2 separate regions of the Pan troglodytes genome follow, and region 2 is linked to region 1. A link is a contact called in public Hi-C data. All regions are on one chromosome and are shown on one strand. The core of a region is the stretch at or near the end of the contact, and the rest is flanking DNA. Distances in the headings are between cores, read along the strand shown. Region 1 holds the start of RRBP1 (ribosome binding protein 1). Region 2 overlaps LOC129138238 (a long non-coding RNA gene).

Evidence for each region. A called contact is a pair of places that touch in the nucleus more often than the background predicts.
Region 2: a contact with region 1 is called in a Hi-C map of stem cell-derived neural progenitor cells, with 2.4 times the contacts expected there. The contact joins the enhancer-like site here to the promoter of RRBP1 in region 1. A contact is called at or near these places in 2 of 7 Hi-C or Micro-C datasets (induced pluripotent stem cells and stem cell-derived neural progenitor cells) and 1 of 1 datasets of contacts at active chromatin or transcription factors (stem cell-derived excitatory neurons).

Annotation. Positions count from the first base shown.
Region 1 is chr21:24,197,037-24,201,779 of NHGRI_mPanTro3-v2.0_pri, reverse strand. RRBP1 (ribosome binding protein 1) reads left to right here and starts at 1,654. Exons shown (of 26, transcript XM_063803129.1): 1 at 1,654-1,792; 2 at 3,736-3,812.
Region 2 is chr21:24,397,335-24,401,899 of NHGRI_mPanTro3-v2.0_pri, reverse strand. LOC129138238 (a long non-coding RNA gene) reads left to right here. Exons shown (of 2, transcript XR_008541383.2): 2 at 1-4,565. Among named protein-coding and RNA genes, the nearest start is that of SNX5, 86 kb to the left of the region's middle. Within about 2 kb of position 2,294, at least 9 of the 24 cell types and tissues checked have an H3K27ac peak or open chromatin away from gene starts, as enhancers often do. A contact at or near this core is called in induced pluripotent stem cells and stem cell-derived neural progenitor cells, where this site is marked.

The DNA of each region.
Region 1 (4,743 bases), core at 405-2,904:
AATGAATGAATGAATGAATGAATGAGTGAATTTCCTCCCTGAAACCCAGAGGAAGGAGTGATTGTCCTAAAGGAGTATACCCATGTTCAGAAAAGTTAGATGGCCCAGCCCTGGTCAAGTAGGACTCATTGGTAGCAATTGCCAGCCAGAAGCTGGGATTCTTGACTTTCATTTGAAGCCGGGTCTCACTGCTGGAAAATGACTGAGTGTTCAAGAGTTAATCCAGGTTAATTCCTGCTGATTAATCATTAATGGGCTAAGGAACCGCCAAGATTAAAAATAGGAATGACCAGTTTAATTTCAACCCAATCGCTCTTTATTCCCCATGAAGGCTTGTATTTTTCACATCTTTCTAACAACAGCTAGTACAGTACTAGTGACAAATGGGGACAGGGAAGATTGAAAATTGTCCAAGAAATAGATGTTAGGCACGGGATTCTGCAGCAACGGGAGCTAGGGAAGTGATGTGGGGCAGTCTAGGCAGCCTTTGGTTGCTCAGAATCCAAAATTCCAAAGAAGCTGGCTTTGGCTCAAGTTCAAAGGGTTGGCTTTAAGAGACGCTGACATAATGGTTAAAAATCAAGCCTAAAATTATTTTAATTTAAAGACTTGACTAATTATGAAGACTGAGTGTCGGCTGACATTGGGGAGAAAGTCAGGGAATGAGGAAGTACCAGTTGCTCCGTTTTGTGGGACACGGATGAGTTTTCTTAGGTTAGAACCTCTCACCTTCCCCAACGCATGGAATAAAACGCCACAGAGTGGATTGTAATTATTGCTCTGCCGGCTGTGATTTGGTTGAGTATCTTAAATAGACCGTGCCTCAGTTGTACCCTCCCTAACAACGAGGGCGATGACATCCGCTTCAATTCCTCGTGCACTTTCTGGCTCTTTCACCCCAATTCCTCCATTTACTCAAGGAAATTCCTTCTGGTGCTGATTGCAATCTCTTTGATGATAAGAACTTGCTCTCCCTGGGCTGACCCCCAGCAGAGCTTGTCCTCATACCCGGCGGCCCGAGGGGGCGCTGCTTCGGGGGAAGTTAGTTGGGTTTAAATAAAGCAGCTTCCTTGGCTGTTCGCGGTTGCGCAACCCTGTTCAGCCACCGCCATGTCAGCCCAGCGGTATCCAGAGGCGCAGGCCCGGGGCCGCCGGGACCCGAACCTTCTGCTTCCCGCCTAGGCAGAGCCGGATCCTAGTCAGAGACTGCTGGGAGAGCCGCGGGCCCAGAGTGGGCGGAGCTGGCCGGAGACCCCCCCCTCGGTGGGCGGGGCGTTCCTGCTCCGCTCCGCCCCGCGCACGGCCGAGCGCCGCGCCGCTCGGCCCCGCCTCTCCCGGCCCTGCCCCCTTCACCTCCCCGCAGCTCCTCCCCTCTCCCATTGGCCGAGGTGGAGACCCTCCTCTCTGCCCAATGGCCGCCGCCGCGGCTCGGCCACCCGCGTCCTGACTGGCCAGCGACCGGCAGAGTGGCGGGGTGCGGACCAATGGAAAGAGGCGGCTCGATGAATGGCTGGCCCGGGTGGGGAAGGCAGGAGGCGGCGATCCCGGCGGAGGGGGCCGTTCGCCAGCTCTGAGGCAGAAAGTGCCACGACTCCACACGCGCGCACGCAGCCAGCAAGCGGCCGGAGCGGACGGCAGACGGGGCGGGCGGCGTCAGGGTCGCAGCGTCTACAGCTGCTCGGGGGCGGTTTCTTGGCGGAGGCTTGGCCGGCTCCTCTCTCCCGGCTCCGCGGCGGCTGCGAAGGCGGCGGCTCCTGCCCTCTCGCTTTCCCTCTCGCGTCTCTGGCTGCAGGTAAGAAACTTGGCCGGGCCCTGCAGCGGCCGCGCGCGGGCTGGGCCGTCGGGGGGCCGGGGCCGGCCGCGCTGCGCCGCGAGTGACACGTCTCCTCGGCGGCCCCTCCCCCGGCCCGCCCGCCGCCCGCCGCCCGCCGCCGCGGCCGTGCACCATCGGGGTCGGGGTCGGACTCGGGGCGGGGGTGCCGGGCAAGCGCCGTACCGGGGCGTAGGCAGGGCGCGCCCCGTGGTGTGGACCCCGCGGCCCTCGCCGTCGGGGGAGCTGCGGCGGCAGGCGGGCGCGACGTGGCGACCGCTCCCTGCCTCCCTCCCTCCCGGCAGGGCCGTCGGGCCGGCCAGCGCGCTCCGAAGTTGGGCGAAGAAAGTTGGCGGCGGGGCGGGGCGGCGCACAGCTGGCGGAGGAAGGGGTTAAGTTTCGGGAAGCCGCCGGATGACGTTGCCGGGCTGGAGTCCGGGCCGGAGGGGTGGGGGTGCGGGCGGAAGGCGGCGGAGGCCGGCCGAGGGGAGGAGGGCGGGATTGAATGGGGGCCCACGGGCCGAGCGCGCCGGTCCTGGGCCGCGGCCCGCTGGCGCTTCGCGGGGCTGGGACGGTCCCCGACGGGGTGGGCCGGGGTCGCAGGGCTCGCGGCGCAGGGACCGGGTCTGTCCATGGTACGGACGCCGGGCGGCCGCGGTGGCAACTTCCCGGAGTGCGGGAGGCGGCTCCCTGCTCCCCCTGGCGGCGGGGCCGGGGCCACCGTTTCCCCGGCTGGGCTGCGCGGAGCCTAGCTCGAGGGCTCCCGGCGGGGGGACGAGGGCGCCCGGGGCCCGCCCCGCCCGCGGCCACGATGAATGGGCCGGCGGTGCCAGCCCCGGGCGGAAGCGGACACCTCCGGGCCGGCCAAGCGCTCTGGCACCCGGCCTGGTGCCCGCCCCGGCCCGGCCGGCTCTCCCGCTGCGCCCTGATTAGGGGAGGCAGGCCGGGGTCTGCGCTTCCAGTAGGGCGCCCGCAATGCTTCAGGGACCCCTCTCCGAATGATAAGTCGCGAGTTTTAGCTCTAGAGTGTCCCGGCTGGCGAGGGTGACCCCGACCAAGTTGTTTCGTTCGGGGTCTCCATTTCCTGGTCTGCAAATCGGGGCTCCTGTTAGCTTCGATTTGCGAGGAAAGCTGTGGAGACCCAGCACTTGTAGGAAGGAGCCACAAGTGTTGGCTGTTCAGTTGGGATGCTTTTGTTGGGGGGTGCTGGACACGGGAGGAAGGTGGGGCCTGGCTCCGGCACTGCGGCGGGCGCGGGGCTGCAGAAGTTGCACAGCCAGGGTTCTACACCCCGGACCACGTACTGGCCGCCTACTCGCAGGTCCCATAGCTCCTCTGAACCCTAGTTTCTTATCTGTGGCCTGAAGACAGCACCACCCACTCACAGGGTCGGGAACCACGCCGGGAAGTGCTGGGACCTTGTACAAACAGAAGGCAATTTGGCAATTACTCTGAGAGGTCAGAGGTTAGGAAAGACTGGGAAGCACCAAGGAAATGAAACTCTGAGGGACCTGAGGAGCCTCCCACGTCACTGCTCAGCTATTCACTCTGCGTGCTGGAACCTTCAGGGTAGGGGCCATCTGGATGGCATTTTCAGGAATTTGGAGAAATGGGCCTGGTAGGGCCTCATATCTCACATTAGATACCTCTTCAGAACTGGGTGTCCCCAGAGACCCAGGACGTCTGTCTGGCACTCCCAGGAAGAACAACTGCGAATGTTACCCCGCCCTGTGCAGCTGGGGGGCATTCTCCCACTGCCCCGCCTCCCTCCTCACACTCCTTGTTTGATTTAACTTCCTGTTAATCCGACACCTGGAGAAATCTGTGACCCTGCAGCATGTCACTTACTGTGTGATGTCTTGACTCGTTTACGAACTTGCCAAAGGTCATTCCCACTATCATCTGCCAACCTCTTTCCCTTCCAGAAAGAAGCTTCCGGTTCTGAGGTCCTGGAGGTGCCATTTCCCTCTCTGTTGAAGCAAAGGCCGGGGCAGACCTCCTAGTAGGTGAAGTTTTCCTTTTACATGGAGCACCGCAAAGCCGGCTTGCAGGGATCTTGGACCAGTGGAGGCCTGGAGGAGGCTAAGGTTGGGGGAGGGGAAACCAGAAAGGGATCTTGGGGTTTAGAAGGAGAGGGTTTAGAGCTCTAGGCACTATAACAACTCTCACCTTTCATACTTAGGAATCTGCCTGTGAACATTTACAGAGAGATTAAGAAGTTACAGTGGTTCATGGTGTATGAGTATTTTTTGGTGATGGAAGAGTTTTAAATAAATCTTAAATCAAGTCACATTTGAGCAATTATGCTCTTTAATGAAATGAGCCCTAACTCAACAGGCTGCAATAATTACATAGCAGCAAACTCAGTTTAAATGGTTGAATACCAGTGATTGAATTGGAGTATTGGTTTATTATGTAGCAGGGACACCTTTTAAAAGTGTTGGGACCCCAGACTCTTCTTGTCTTTTTAGCCCTGGGAATTTTAACTAATAGATGAATGACACATAGAGGATCAACCGTTCTGTTGAGACAGCAAGTTTTTCTTTGCTAAAATCTTGTTTCAGGAGAAACAAAAATAATGGTCAAGTCAGAATGATGAAGGCAGGGACTGTGCTGTCCGTCTGTGCATGCTGGGCCTGCAGTGGTTAAGGCCTGGCCTATAACATCATAAATATTGGTTATACCAGGTGGACAGCCCCCCCATACCTGTTAAACTATTCCCAGCTGTCTCATTGGATAAATGAAGCTGAGCCCAACTTGGTTTTTAAGGTTCACTTTTTAGAATCAGATTCCACAACTGTGGTTTACATTTAGGCCTTAAAATAACCCGGTTCTAGAGGGTGGGAATGGTTGTCACCCATTCAGTGGATGAGAACGTGGAGGTCCAGCTGGTCAGAAGGTTGTCAGGCCAGTTCCTGTTGCCCAGTTGCTAG
Region 2 (4,565 bases), core at 1,045-3,544, 200 kb before region 1:
TACAGTATGCAAGTATGAGCTTGCCTTTGTGGAAGGGGGAATGGAGTCTGTATCTATTTAGAGCATGTAAACTCATGAGCTGGAGGGGAGCCGTATACCTCACATGTGAGGTATAGCAGAGAGCAGGGACAAGGGAGAGAAGCAGATACCTAGAGACAAAGAGAACCAGTCGTGAGAACCTGCATGGAGTCCGTTGTTCTTATCAGGGGTCCCACAGCCCTTCGGTAAATCCCTCTTTGTCTCCTGGGCTGGCCTGAAGTGGGATCAGTTATTTGCCACATTGAGAATTCTGAGACATTTAGCACTGCCGTGATCACGCCCATTTTCCAGATGCAGAAACAAAGGCTGAGAGAAGCCACGCAACTTGGAAGTAAATGGTGAAGTTCAGATTCGAACCCAGGTCATCTGAGCTGAATACTGATATTTGCCACGTTGCTGGAGCCAGGGGCTTCCAGGAGTTGCTTGGAGGTGACTCTGAGGCACCTGACTCTGTTAGGGCATCAACAGAAAACCGTGGTACCTCAAGGGATTTCAAAAGAGATTTTCTTAATGGAGGGTCTGCTCCTGGTCTGAGTTTAGGGAAACAAGGGATGTTGAGGCACGCAGGCACTAGCAGCAGTGGGGAGCTGTTATGCCCTCCAGTGGAAGGCCATGGAAGAGTGTTTCCAGCTGCTGGGGAGAAGGGCAGCGTGGAGGAGGGCCACCGACTGAAGCCCCTGCCAGAACCATGGGGAGGGAGGGAGAGAAGAATGTGGGGGATAAATATTCTACACTTTGCCTCCCCACTGCCCCACCCCCCACAACCCCCATCTCCTGCCACTGTCGGCTATTGGCTGGATCAACCAGGAAGTGGAGGACCAGGGATCCCAGGCAGTGCGGTCCCGAGGGCTCAGCCTTCCAGGGGGTAGGGCCAGGCAGGGAATGTTCGGGAAGCGGATGGAAATACCCTAACCAGCACACCACTCACCCTGCGGAGTCCAGCTGAGTCCTAAATGCCTTTATGAGCAGGACTCAGGGGAGCCCGGTGTGGATAAAGGGGCTTCCTGGAGAAGCAGCTGAGTGGAGAGAGGGAGGGGCTGCCCCTCCCTGGCTTGTCCCCTGGAGGTGGTGTCCCTCTATACCACCCACTCCTTCTCCCTCCCCTTGCCCCTTTCTCCCATTTTTTTGTCTCCATAGATTCTACTTTCTTTCTCTTTTCCCATAAAAGGAAACCCATGGAGGAAAAGGGCGGCAGGGGCCACTGCAGGGATCTCCCCTCACCCAAACTCCCCCTCCACGTACACCTAACAGGCATGGGACACATGTGTGTTGCAGCTATGATTATTTATTTATTTATTTTTAGAGACAGGGTCTTGCTCTGTCACCCAGGCTGGAGTGCAGTGGCACAGTCATAGCTCACTGCAGCCTTGAACTCCTGTGCTTGAGTGATCCTCTGCCTCAGCCTCCTGATTAGCTGGGACTACAAGTGTATGCCACCGCACCTGGTTAATTTGTCTATTTTATTGTAGAGACAGGGACTCGAGATGTTGTCTAGGCTGGTGTTGAACTCCTGGGCTCAAGTGGTTCTTCTGCCTCAGTCTGCCAAAGCGCTGGGATTACAGGCATGAGCCACCATGCCCAGCCTTTGCACATATGAATGAAGCAGGGGGGTGAGATCAAGGCTGGGAGAGACTTGGAATGGCAGTTCTGAGACAAGGATCTGGGCACAGGAGGTTTATGTGTCAGGTGATTCCCAGAGGCACAAGGGAGGGGAGGGGAAAGGGGGACAGGAGACAGGGAGCCAACAGTGGCTGCATTAAAAGCCTGTTACTAGTGTGGGCGCCTGGACTCCATTCTGTTGGAATCATCTGAGGACATAAGCCAAACTCTTATTGGTGAGGTTTGCTGTGGACAGCATTAAACCCTCATCAGTTCTGGGCTGTTCTACAGACAGTGGGAGTGATGGCACATCTTTGTACCCATCACTGGTGGGTTGCAGGGTGGGGAAAGGCTGGTGGCAGGGGCCCTGATTAGGGGAGAGCCTGAATAAGCCCTTCAGCTGAACTTAGAGGGGTGAGGAGCCTTCAGAGAGGCTGGAGGCTGCGCACACGTCGCCAGTGAGTGCCCGTGAGCCTGGAAGTGGCTGCTGCTTGCTGGACACACTGGAGTCTGGCAGGGTCAGCTGAGCAGCTCTTGTCTCCTCGGCTGTCCAGCCAGCCTGGCAGCCTCCTGGGACCTTTGATGACTTGATCCCAGTGCCTGGTGGAGGAAGGGAGGCGGTGGGCCCTCCAGGCCAGGCCACACAGACCAGCCTTTGTGCCGTGTGGCCTACGGGAGGTGTAGGCTGTCTGCACGCTCAGCGCGGCTGGGCCTCAACACAGGCTCTCTTTGTGGTGCCCAGGAACCAGGAGGTGCGGGGGTGGGACATGGTGGTGGGAGGCGCAGGAGCAGGTTTCCCCGGGAGCAGCCACGTTGTGACGTGTTGGGGTGACTGCCCCAACAGAGACTTGGGGGAAGGTAGCAGGCTGGGCCAAGGGGCACCAGCAGCTTCCGGGGGCTGGGGGTGGAAGGTTCCTGGAGGAGGTTCCCTCTGGCCAGCCCCGGGATTCCACACAGCAGGCAGAAGCCACCTCCTACAAGCAGCCCTCCAGGCCCACCTGCCTGGCCTGAGCTTAAGCCCCTCCTGACTCTAATTCTTGCTAATTAAAGCTGCCCAATGACTCAGGGCCCTTGGAACCTGCCACTGGGCCTTTAACATCTCAGGAGCCACGGTTTCAAATGCACAAGCATGAATGTTTATAAGGTTTGTTCTGGCAAGATTCCTGGTCAACTGAAAGGGTCTGTGTGGGTCCATGGCATCTTAAGGCCCAGACCAGCTCCTCCTTGACCATTTTCCTGGCCTCATCCCCTGCTCTGTAATTTGCTCACATGGTCCTGCCAGGCAGGGCCAGCCTCATGGGCTTGTGACCTGTGGAGTCACACGGGGTCCCATGCCCAGATGAGCCCTTGCACTTGGCTTCATACTCTGTTGTCACTATCTTGGAATTCTTAATACCTTTTGAACAAGGGGCCCACATTTTCATTTTGCACTGAACCCCACAAAAATATAGCCAGTCCTGCCTCAGGGCTCAGGGAGGGGACAGGAGAGCTCTCAGTCATAGCTCGAGAGAGTCCTTAGCCCACCTCCCCAACCTCTCCCTGACTCAGGCCTCCATCACCATGGGGGGGCTAAGTGACAGTCTCTCCTTTTTTTTGAGACAGAGTCTCGCTCTTATTGCCCAGGCTGGAGTGCAATGGTGCGATCTCGGCTCATTGTAACCTCCACCACCCGGGTTCAAGCAATTTTCCTGCCTGAGTCTCCTGAGTAGCTAAGATTACAGGTGCTCGCCACCATGCCCGGCTAATTTTTGTATTTTTAGTAGAGATGGGGTTTCACCATGTTGGCCAGGCTGGTCTCAAACTCCTGACTTCAGGTGATCCTCCGGCCTTGTCCTCCCAAAGTGCTGGGATTACAGACGTGAGCCACTGCGCCCGGCCAAAGTGACAGTCTCTTAAGCACTTTGTGGACATCAACTTACTCTGAAACCTCCTGCACAATTATTTTTTTAAAAATAATTGCTTCATTAAAATTATATACACTTATTGTGAAATTTTAAACAATGTAGAAAAATACCAAGAAGAAAGTGAAGAAAAAATGATTCAAATTCCATTATGAAGAGATCACTGTTATTAGCATTTTGGTGAACTTTATTATGGTGCTCTGTGTGTGTGTGTGTATTTATATATATTTATATTCACACCCATATATATGTATCTACACACATTTACCTACATATAGTTTTATGTAAATGGGATCATAATGTACATATTATATGTCTGTGTGTGTATATATATTTAACAATATATTAAGTTTTGGGCAGTTCAAGGTCCAGGACCTATAGATTTATTTCACTAATTCTGACAGTTGCATGGAGTTCCATTGCACTTTAAACCATCAAAAATGACTGACCCAGTCCCCTGTAGCTGCATGTGGCAGCGGCTGCCACATGTTCACTCTTAAAAACAAGGCCATGGTGTCTGGGCGCGGTGGTTCATGCCTGTAATCCTAGCACTGTGAGAGGCTGAGACAGGCATATCACCTGAGGTCAGGAGTTCGAGACCAGCCTGGCCAAGATGGCAAAACCCCATCTCTACTAAAAATACAAAAATTAGTCAAGTGTCGTGGCAGGCACCTGTAATCCCAGCTACTCAGGAGGCTGAGGCTGGAGAATCGCTTGAACCTGAGAGACAAAGGTTTTAGTGAGCCGAGATTGTGCCACTGCACTCCAGTCTGGGTGACAGAGAGAGACTCTGTCTCAAAAAAAAACAAACAAAAAACAAGGCTATGTTGAACATTCCTACAGATACACCTTTGGTGGGGAGGGCAATCCTGGGTTTCCTGTTCTCTTATTTATAATGGAGGGGCTGAAACGTTCAGAAGCCCCGAGCAGTGGGCAGTTAGATGGGGGGCATATTTCAACCCCTGGGGTTGCAGTGGTTGTTCCCAAACCTGACTGTATTTTCATTCTCCGAGGCACGTGTTGAAT